3 separate regions of the Zea mays genome follow, and regions 1 and 3 are each linked to region 2. A link is a contact called in public Hi-C data. All regions are on one chromosome and are shown on one strand. The core of a region is the stretch at or near the end of the contact, and the rest is flanking DNA. Distances in the headings are between cores, read along the strand shown. Region 1 has its middle 13 kb from the start of LOC100274606. Region 2 holds the start of LOC100279719. Region 3 has its middle 33 kb from the start of LOC109941592.

The links. Hi-C and Micro-C count contacts between places; a contact is called where the count stands out from the background.
Region 1: a contact with region 2 is called in a Hi-C map of tassel, with 5 times the contacts expected there. The contact joins the enhancer-like site here to the promoter of LOC100279719 in region 2. A contact is called at or near these places in 2 of 25 Hi-C or Micro-C datasets (ear and tassel).
Region 3: a Hi-C map of leaf shows a contact between it and region 2, with 4 times the contacts expected there. The contact joins the enhancer-like site here to the promoter of LOC100279719 in region 2. A contact is called at or near these places in 2 of 25 Hi-C or Micro-C datasets (bundle sheath and leaf).

The regions. Positions count from the first base shown.
Region 1 is chr8:82,599,592-82,603,287 of Zm-B73-REFERENCE-NAM-5.0, reverse strand. No RefSeq gene overlaps it. Among protein-coding and RNA genes, the nearest start is that of LOC100274606, 13 kb to the right of the region's middle. Within about 2 kb of position 2,382, at least 17 of the 20 cell types and tissues checked have an H3K27ac peak or open chromatin away from gene starts, as enhancers often do. A contact at or near this core is called in ear and tassel, where this site is marked.
Region 2 is chr8:82,819,349-82,823,151 of Zm-B73-REFERENCE-NAM-5.0, reverse strand. It overlaps LOC100279719, which reads left to right and starts at 1,272. Exons shown (of 2, transcript NM_001360991.1): 1 at 1,272-3,803. The coding sequence starts at 1,294.
Region 3 is chr8:82,982,170-82,986,028 of Zm-B73-REFERENCE-NAM-5.0, reverse strand. No RefSeq gene overlaps it. Among protein-coding and RNA genes, the nearest start is that of LOC109941592, 33 kb to the right of the region's middle. Within about 2 kb of position 1,643, at least 17 of the 20 cell types and tissues checked have an H3K27ac peak or open chromatin away from gene starts, as enhancers often do. A contact at or near this core is called in bundle sheath and leaf, where this site is marked.

The DNA.
Region 1 (3,696 bases), core at 1,133-3,632, 220 kb after region 2:
ATTAGTTGCCTTAAACATGATAGGATCCCACCTGAGAGTGTAATTCCAATTTGCTACACACTTGAAGCTTATAAAGTTGCATATGGAAACAATATCTAGCCTTGCAAGGATATGAGAGAATGGTAGCAGGTGGAAGAACCATAAATTCTTCCACCTGTCTATGTGAATGTCTAGAAGACCACCAAAATCAAGGAGGAAACAACCTCAAGAAGATCAGAGCACAAATGGTCCAAAACTCACAAAACATGGAGTTTTCATGCACTGTAAACATTGTAGTGAAGTTGGGCACAATACTGCAAAGGATGGGCTTCAATGCACAAGAAGTTACGGGACTAATAGCAACAACTAGGGCTACACTTGAGGAAGAGGCAAGGCATGCTGCCAGTGTTGCTACTACCACAGAGTCTATACCACTTGAGGAACCTATGAATGAAGATGTCCCACTAAATCATGATTTTAACACATTTGGACCTGAAGAAACACATGGATATGTGCCAACAATGGTCCAACAACTACTAGAATAGGTGAGGAAAATGTTTATTCTCAACTACTAAGGCATGTAAATGACTTTGTTTGACTCTCCATGCACATAGGAAGGTGACCCTTCAAGCCTTTCTCAACCCTAGGGACCTATACCATACATAAGATCAAATGAAATGGTGTGTAGGCATGTCCCACTCACTATAGCTACAAAGTCTGGGCAGTAAGCACTTGGAAGGAAGTAGGATCTGTTGAAGTCAAGAGAAGCAGGAAGAAGAAAAGTGATGTTGTATGAATGACCTAAATGTATTTTGGAGTAGGTAGGCCAAAAACCATTTTTGTGGGCCTAATCTTTTGTCTTTTGTGTGGGCTAAGAAAACTGCATGGTTGTGGCAATGGATGAAATCCTTTGTGTTATCAATGATGTGTTATCTGTTATCTGTGATGCTTATGTGACAATGAATGCACAGCTGAAACATTAACTAAATTCATAGATTCCAGATAGGTTCTCAAAGAGTACATAGATTACACACAAGTCTAACACCCTAAAATCTTATTTTTGTGAATTTGGGAAATTCTCCCAAGGTTTTGAATTAAAATATCTTTAATAAGAATTTCCTTACCTTTGAAGTCACTTCCCCTAAAAAATAGGTGTTCTTAATTAAAGAAAAAGATTCCCATAGGAATTAGGTTATCCCTTTGTAGAACCATATATATTATAAGTATTCACTAAAAGATTTGTAATACCTAAATTCCAGAAGAATAAAAGATAGTTTATTTGAGTTACATGATTTTGTGACCTTTTTCATCTCTATGCATATCAACAATTATGGGTTTGATTAAAGCAATTAATAAATATAAATAAATATGCATCATGTTGGATATTCTTGTTTATTGCATTTGAGTGCAATTCCAAAATTTGAATCTCATATAAAATTGGGATTTTAAAACTAAAATAGTTATAAACCTAAAATAGAAAAGAAAATACAAAACAGAAAGAAAAAGGAAAAGCCTCTCTGGGTCGAATATGCCCCGCCAGGCCAGGAAACCCTACCTCGTCGACCCACCTTCGCACCAAGCCAGCCCCACGCGCCTGCGTATACGGTGACTGATGAACGGACCTGCTCGACCAGCATCCATCCCTCACGCGCTTGGGTTAGATCGGCCACTCACATGTGGGGTCGGGGCATCAGAATCGTCCCTATCTGCGGGATATCGATCCCACCATACTACCGCAATGCTCGGAAGTCATTCAGCATCCGAACCTCATCCACTCAGACTTTATTGGTCGCAGGGTATAAAACCGAGGTCCACATCCCCTAACCTCCATCACACCGGGGCGTCGAGCCATTTTGCAAAAAATTGTATATCGCCATAGTCGAGTAGAGAGATTGCAAGGAGCAGAGTGCACTGCCGTCGTTGACCCATGCATGCACCGACGTCCATGGTTCAACAGAGGGTCGAGGAGCTTCCTTAGATTGTATGGAGCATGTTCGTGGCTTCTCTAGACACAATTGATGGACGTGGAAGGCAGAATATAATTGCTCGTCGGCACCGAAGAACGCGAAGGTCCGCTCCATGTCATAAACCGGCTTCACGACGACGCCATTTCCAGTGAGCTCTACCTCCATCGATTTGCCAAACTCTGCACTATGTTTAGCACCTACCTATTTGAGATTTTGGGCTCTGGCTCGACGGGCAGCCATATGCTGGCGAGTCCACCACCGCAAGATGCCTTGCGTCGCTGTCGTCTCTGGTCGGAAGAGAGAAGTGTGGTGGCGTCGATCGATAAACGAGGGTGATTAAATGCATGGACAATGGTTTGGCTAGATCGGGTCTAGGCCTTATGATCCAGATCGAACGCATGAGGATTCATCTGAGTGTTTTAAATCTAGACCGTTGATCGATCGGTGTGTGGCTCAGATTAGGGCGGGGCATACCGTTTTGTCTGAACTGTTTTGATTAGGGCGAGGCGTACCGGCGATCCATGGGCAGGTGTTTCGCGCTATCATGGATGATTTTCCATCCGTTGATCTTTGATCCGGCGACTGAAAGTGCATACCGGCTCGTTATTATATATCGATCTAATCCGAGTCGATGGCTTTTGATCGGACAACTTTGAACGCATGATACCACTTCGCCTGTTCGCCATGCCTTTTTTTAAAAGAGTCCCTACAGTTTTCGGAAATAAACTCGTCATCCATGATCTGTGTAAATAATTTACATCAAGGTCTCTGGTATTTACAGATTGACCCTTATTAGTTATTTTAGGTATAAAATAAGTATTAAAAATCCCTAGAAACTTGTAAAATTCATATCTCCCTCGTTTTAAGTCCGAGTTTAGTGGTTCTCGAGCCTATGATCTCGAAGCAATACATAGACTATTATCGTGCAGTTTGTTTACATGTTTTGGTGTAATGTTATCATATCCATTATTTGTTTATTTGTATGTATTGCTACGACTTGAAGCGGGTCACGAGGAATCTGAAGCCCAACTTTGGGAAGACACCTAAGCAGTTGGATTCGCAAGTAAAAGGCAAGTTGTGTCCTCGATCACATTCTTTGACCTAATAATGTTCATGATTCTAATAATCGTCGTGGCACTGTTAGGCTTAATTTGATGGGACCTAATAGTTTACCTAGCTTTGTTTACCCTACACCTCGCATACAAATGAATTATTGGGTAGTCTTGCTATTGTTTTACCTGATTTGGAGTTAATGTTAGATATGATTTATGATCATGTTCCATTATGGTTTATTATTGTTGGTTACATATGCATGTTAAGATTACTTTGTTTAATTGGAACATTGAGTGACCACCTGAGATAACACTGCTACCACAAGGGTGGAATGGAACTCCCTTGGCTAAACTGTCTATGATAGCTTTTGGGACAAGAGATTCCCATACCCCGTCTGCCTGGAATCGTAGCAGGTTTTCTCGAGCTAGCAGAACTTTGTAAAGGCCTCGTAGTGAACCCTCGCCAACTCACATTGGAAAAAGTGTTTAAGGGTCTGTACAACCCCGGGCGAGAAGGAAATATGGTTTGTGGGTAAAGATGTGTAACCTCTATAGAGTGTAAACCTGGTATATCAGCCATGCTCACTGTCATGAGCAGCTCGGACCCTCACATGAGTAATTTATGATATTAAATTTAATCTTTCATGAATTGCATTGTGGGATTTCTATATGATACTTCTATATTGATCAACTATTTA
Region 2 (3,803 bases), core at 23-2,522:
AAACAAACCCTAAATAGCAAGGGATTTTCTTCCACTCGTTTGGTGACAAGGAAGTTGGAGGAAATCCACGTGGGAGGAAATCACTTACTATTCAATTTATAAAACAAGATATTTTCTCCCTCATGGATCTCCTCCAATTGGCTTGTCACCAACTTAGCCATCTCATCCTCATATTCAAACTCTAATATACAAAGAGTGTTGTATATAGTGCAAAACAGTGTTTTTGGTGACCATCCGCGTATGCCTCTTTTAGAACTAGGAGTAGTGTTAGATAATCATTTTTATGCTAACGGACTTTTGGACATTAAAATTATTTGTACTCACGGTCAACGGTAAGTTTTCATAAGCTTAGGATTCAACTTGTGTTAGTTGTGGCTGAGGGGATAACAAAGGAATATTATTACGAACAATATGAGGTTTGTCTCTTTGTGTTAGGAGTCTGTATAGGCCATCAATTGTCTTAATCTTGTACCGGCCATCAATAAATTAGAAGTTGGCAGTCTAAAGTATAGATGTCCAAACGGGCCACCCGGTACGGACCCGGCCCGAACCCGTTTCGGCCCGGTACGAATAGGGCCGGGCCAGGCACGGCCCGTTGATGCTTCGGGCCGGCTCGGGCTGGCCCACGTGCCTAGGGACATGCCCAAACCCGGCACGCACAGGGAAAAATCGTGCCGGGCCGGCTCGTTGGCCCGGTGGGCCTCAACGGACCGGGCCGGGCACTGGCCCGAACCAACAGTAGAACGGTATATAAATACATATATTTCACGGAATTAATCATATATAATAACATATTATTTATATATATTAAGACAACAAAATATTTATGTATGCATTTTATATTTATGTATGCATTTTATATATGTTTGGCCGCGTATTTAGTATTTACATACTATGAGAGAATTAAATGTATTTACATATTTAGTATTTACATAAATATGCGGGCCGCCGTCGTGCCGACTCATTTATCGGGCCGGGCCGGGCCAAAGCACGCGGGCCGCCGTATGTGCCCATACCCGGCCCGCTAAACGGGCCGTGCCGGCCCGGGCCCGTAACCGACCGTGTCAGGCCGTGTTTGGACCAGGCTAAATTCGTGCCGTGCCACGGGTCAAACGGGCGGCCCGCACTGTTTGGACATCTATAGTCTAAAGGGCTGACCCGTTCCACACAATTGTTTACAGCAAGCTGGCCACACAGTTGTTTACAGCAATCTGGCTGCCTTCTATAAATGGAGCATATCCACCACCAAAGAAACACACACACACACACGACCACTGCAAAATACTAGTAACAATGTCTCAGACAACATATATGGCCCCTGTAGGCACTCTCGGCTTCTCGCTGCCGTTGATCATCCTCTTGGCTTCTCTTTCGGCGCTACTAGCTACTACACCTAACGACGACATGGAAGCGCTGCTCTGCCTCAAGCACCACCTCTCAGCCTCATCAGACCCTACGGGGACACTACCTTCATGGAAGAATGATTCCACGCAGTTCTGCAGTTGGTCCGGCGTGACATGCAGCAAGAGACACTCGTCCCGTGTTGTTGCACTGGACCTTGAGTCACTCGACCTCCATGGCCAAATACCTCCTTGCATCGGCAACCTCACGTTCCTCACAAGGATCCACATGCCAAACAACCAGCTGCAGGGTCAGATCCCGGCTGAGCTTGGCCAGTTAAACCGGCTGCGGTACATTAACCTCAGCTCCAACAATTTTATCAGCGGCGAGATCCCGGAGACTGTCTCATCGTGCCTTGCCTTGCAGGCCATCGATCTTTCGAGGAATTCCCTCAGCGGAAGCATCCCCGAAGGTCTGGGGAGCCTCCTCGGCAACCTCTCGGATTTACGCCTTTCAGGTAACCATCTGACGGGCAGCATTCCAGCTTCACTTGGAAGCAGCTCCTCCCTTGTCTCCGTTGTTCTCAACAACAACAGCCTCACTGGACCCATCCCGTCGCTACTAGCTAACAGTTCGTCGCTCCAACGACTGGGGCTAAGAAACAACCGTCTCAGCGGACTCATTCCCCAGTCGCTGTTTAACAGCACGTCGCTTGAGATGCTAGTGCTTGCAGGGAACAGCTTTGCTGGGCCCATACCTGCTGTCTCAAACACCGTCGTTGACTCGCCGCCGCCGCCCTTGCAGTATCTGATACTGGACTCGAACGATCTAACAGGGCCCTTGCCTTCCACTCTAGGGAACCTCACTTCTCTCCTCTGGCTCACGCTTGGGGGTAACGGTTTTCATGGTAGCATCCCGACGAGCCTGGGTGCACTCGTGAACCTGCAAGTGCTGGACATGACTAACAATGCTTTGTCGGGGACTGTTCCGGCCTCCATCTACAACATGTCAGCGCTCACACACCTCGGCATGGGCATGAACAATCTCACCGGGGAAATCCCAGCTAACGTTGGGTATAGCCTTCCGAGAATCGTGAACCTGATCATGGCTCGAAACAAGTTCACTGGCCAAATCCCTGTTTCGCTGACCAAGGCCACCAATCTCCAGATCATTAATCTCTGGGACAACGCACTTACTGGTACTGTCCCTTTGTTCGGAGCCTTGCCCAACTTAGTCGAGCTGGATCTAACGAAGAACCAGCTCGAAGCTGGCCGGGACTGGTCGTTCTTGACATCCTTGACAAATTGCACGCAGCTGGTGACTCTGTACCTGGACAGAAACACTCTCGGAGGAGTCTTGCCGAAATCCATAGGGGACCTGCCCAGTGGACTGGAGGTGTTGTTTTTAAGTGCGAATGGAATATCTGGCACCATCCCCAATGAGATAGGACGCCTAAAAAACCTCAAGCTTCTTTATCTGGACAGGAACCTCCTTGCTGGAAGTATTCCCTACTCCCTAGGGCATCTTCCGAACATGTTCGCGTTAAACTTAGCGCAGAACAAACTCTCAGGGCAGATTCCAGCCTCTCTCGGTAACCTAAGCCAGCTTAGCGAGCTCTACTTGCAAGAAAACCACTTGAGTGGCCCGATACCAGGTGCTTTAGGACGCTGCAAGAACTTAGACAAGCTGAACCTCTCTTGTAACAGCTTTGGCGGTGGCATACCGGAGGAGCTGTTTACTCTTTCTTCCCTCTCTAACGAACTGGACTTGTCGCACAACCAACTCTCAGGAGAGATACCACTAGAGATCGGCAGCTTCGTCAACCTTGGCCTACTAAATATTTCTAACAACATGCTGGCCGGACGAATACCGTCCACTCTAGGTCAGTGTGTGCATCTCGAGTCCCTCCACATGGAGGGGAACCTACTTGATGGTAGGATCCCACAATCGCTCCAAGGATTACGAGGCCTCGTTGAGATGGACATGTCTCGGAACAACTTGTCTGGTGAAATCCCGGAGTTCTTTGAAACATTTAGCTCCATGAAGCTTCTCAACCTGTCCTTCAACGACCTCGAGGGACCAGTTCCAACAGGTGGGATATTTCAGGATGCACGGGATGTGTTTGTTCAAGGGAACAAGGACCTATGTTCCAGTACCCACTTGCTACAGCTACCACTTTGCACTACAGATACTACATCTAAACGGCATAGGCACACCTCCTCCTATGTTCTGAAGTTAGTAGGATTTACAGCTCTTTCTTTAGTCTTGCTATTATGCTTTGCGGTCGTCCTTTTAAAGAAGAGAAAGAAGGTTCAGCAAGTAGACCATCCATCCAGCATGGATTTGAAGAAGTTTACGTACGCTGGGCTAGTCAAAGCAACTAACAGTTTTTCCTCAGACAACTTGGTGGGCTCAGGAAAATGTGGATTGGTGTATAAGGGAAGATTTTGGGATGAGGAACA
Region 3 (3,859 bases), core at 394-2,893, 160 kb before region 2:
ATCACAGGTTAGCATAAATATGCATCACCTTACCCAATCCATAACAAACACCGCACTTACCAGCAGGCGGCAGCCCTGTCTGGGCGCCAAACATGGTAATGCCCCCCACCAGGTAGTCATCAATAGACAACTCCTGGGCGGTCCCTCTAGTCTCCGACACCGTCGTTTCAACGGCGTGCTGTGGCGAAGATGCCTTCGTGGGTGCCACTGGTACCGCAGGAGGGGGCATCGCTGCAGCCGGAGTGGACCCCTTCGCGCTGGGCTAGTTGAAGCGGGCCTTCCGTTTCTTCTGATGGGCCTCTTGGCGATCCTTATCCATAACTGCTGACACAATAGCACCAATATTTCTTCCGTAAGGGAAGATTTTTCAACTGACGAGCCATATGAGACGTAAAATAGTCATCATCGGTGGCCCAAGGAATAGGGTCTTTCCTATGCCATCGACCCCCAGTAACCTTCAACATTCGCGAAGATGTTTCCTGGAGTTCGGGAGAAATCATAACCTCCCCAGGCCCAGCACATGTCCCCGTCAATTCCTCAACAAAAAACCTAGAGGCCTTCAGCCCCACACCTTCTGTAAAGCCCAAATTTTGTATAAGGAAAAATTATAAAATAAACAAGTAAATACATTTATGATAGTTATTTGGGAGTTTTTGAAACCTTTGAAAATTTATTAGGACCCTTCCTTTTCGTAATCAGTTAATGGTATTAAATTAACCAAGTAGCCAATAAATAAATAAAGCAATGTGCATCTCATGCTGATGATTTTGTTGTGATGCATTTTATTGAAACCATAAAATTGACCTCAAATTATAAATGAAAATATAAAATAGAAAATGAGAAAAGAAATTGTAATAGTCATTTATTACTTCTAGAATTTGAAAATGGAAGAAGAATAAATATTCACATTAGGATTATGTTGAGATTGGGAATTCAAAATTTAAAACAGGAATTTGAATTTGGTTTGAAAAGAAAATAGAAAGGAATAGGAAAATAAACAGGAAAATGGAAAAAGTGTGGGAATCGCGCTCCTGGGCTGAATTCATGCCCTCGGCCTAGCTAGACACATGTCTGTGCCGGCATACCTGCCCGGCTGCCCACCGCGCGGGCCACCACTGACCAGTGGGCCCCGGATCAGAGACTGACAATACGCAGTGGTTGTGCTCGCTGGCGTGTGGCCCCGCTTGACAGACATTCCCTCATTGTATCGCTTACTTGTGGGGTCGCTCCGTCAGCCCTGTCACCCACCTTAGAACAACCTCGTGAGCGCGCGGTAACAACCCCACACCCGCGTGGCGTCGACCCTATAAAACCAAGACCCATGATGTCATAGCTTTCACAACCCAAACCGCAGACGGAATCAAGCTCATCGCAGAGAAACAAACCGAGAGGGAAGGACGGATTCCAGCCGCCGCGTTCACTGAAGATAAGGGCTTCTGCACCGGCGCCGTAGGTCAGGACCTTCTGGAATTAGTTGCCTCGCTCTCTGAGTCGGGTAGGACATCTCGGTGTGGAGTTTTGAGATTGGGAACTGGGATGGTGTTATGCCGGTGATGGCGCCGCCATGTGGAGACCCTGCTCGGCCGTGCCCCTGCGGCAAGAGGATGAAGACGACACCTCAACCGTCTATCCGAGACTGGACGGTAGAGATTTGATCGTGGGTAGCGCTTCGGGCGAGTGCGTCTGGACCGTTGATCGGTATTCTTGCGGTCGAGATTGGATTCATCGTACCTCTTTCGCGCGTTTGATCTGATGCGTTCATTTCGGATCGGGCGCGTACAATTAGATCATGATTCATAAAATCCGAGCCATTGACCCTGGATCCGGCGGTAACGAAAGCGTACCTATTCGTCGTGGGCATGATCTAATCTGCGTCGTCCGCGCATGATCATGCGGCCGAGACTCAACCATATCCCTTCGGCCAACGTTTTTTTGCAAAAGAGACCTTATATTTTTATACAATCAACCCATCGTCCACCTCAAGCCGAAAGTAATTACAAATAGGTCCTAGGATTTATAGTTTTGACCTCGAGCTCTCTGGTAATTATGTTCGTGGTCCAGGAATTTTTGTTTAATGATAAAATTAATTCTAAAATGATTTTTAATATAGAAATAATTCTAGAATCTTGTTTAAGTCATAAGTAATTCATTTTAACTCCTTTTAGATCCATTCCAGTTGTATTAGTCTCATATTAATATTGTTTATCATCTAATAGCCTTGTATTATCATGAAACCTATGATTAAAATCTTACACCTCCTTGGTATTATAGTAAACACCTAAATCTTCGGAAAATCATAACTCGTTAACCGTAACTCTGAATTTTTAGTAATTCTCAAACCTACGATCTTGTTACGATACGTAGAACACTATTATGCAGTTTGTTCTTATGTTTGGTGTGATGTTAAATTTGCCTATACCATGTTTGTTTGTATTGCTATGATTAGCATCGAGGTTACAAATCACTTGAAGACCAAGTTGGTACCTGGGAATCTCGAGTCTAAGGCAAGTTGTGCACTTGATCACTCTTCTATACCTAATAATGTTCATGTTAACCACTGTGACATGCTCAGGTTATATTGATGGGACCTAATAGGTTACCCTAATTTTGTGTACCCCACACCTTGAAAACAAATGAACTATTGGGTATACTTGCTATTTCTCTACCTACATCTGGGATTAAAGTTATATTTGAATTTTGATCATGTTCCATTGTTATTGCTGATTTAATTATTGTTCATGATAAGACTATTGTGTTAATTGGAACATGGAGCTTACCTTGAGATAACAGTGCTACCACAAGGGTGGAATGGGATGCCCTTAGCTGACTAAATAGGAAAGCTAGTGGAGGACTACCTTACCCGAAAGGTGCAAGTGCGATAGAGGAGCTGCCAGTGTAGGGAGGTTCTCGGGTCGATCATGCTGCGATGGCTTTTCGGACTAAGGATTCCTATATCGCGCTTCTCACAAAATCGTAGTGGGTTTTCTGAAGCTAGTGGAACTTTATAAAGGCCTCGTAGTGGATCCCTTGCCATTCACTTTGGAAGTGTCTAAGGGCCTTGCAAACCATGTCTAGATGGGATACACGACTTGTGGGTAAAGGGCGCAACATCTGCAAAGTGTAAAACTGGTATATCAGTCGTGCTCACGGTCAAGAGCGACTCAGGACTCTCGCATGATTAACTTATGGAACTAAACTTAATTTGCCATATGCTTTGCATTGTGGGTGTTATTATTAAGTTTGATCTCTTATTTAATTGGGTTGGTATCTACTTATACTTAGTAACTGCTAATAAAATTTTGACCAACTTTAAAAGCAATGCTCAGCTTTAACCATCTCCTTTGGTAAGCCTTACACTTCACATGAGCTCCCACCTTTGGTGAGTTCATGCACATTATTCCCCACAACTTGTTGAGCGATGAACGTATGTGAGCTCACTCTTGCTGTACTCACATCCCCCCAGGTCAAGAATAGGTACCACAGGATGAGGCACATGAAGGATACTGTGATGAGTTCGTGAGTGGTCTAGGCCGTCGTCTCCCAGTCAACTATGGTTATTGGATCGTTGTCTTTGTATGATGTAATTATTTATCTATTTTTAAAGAACTCCGTTATATATTAATGGTGTGACATTTGTTTTTGTACCATGAGTCATCATATGTGTGAGACTTGATCCCAGCACACATTTGGTGAAGTTCGCGCCCGGGTTTGGTGCTCCTAAAACTCGGGTGTTACAACTTCTCTCTCTGTACCTTTCACATCTATTTTCCTCTTCCGAGTTGCTGCGATCACATTCTTTCCCATTGAGGTGCCCTCTTCAGACTGGGTCTTCACCTGTTTCCCTCGGTCGTCCCCAGCA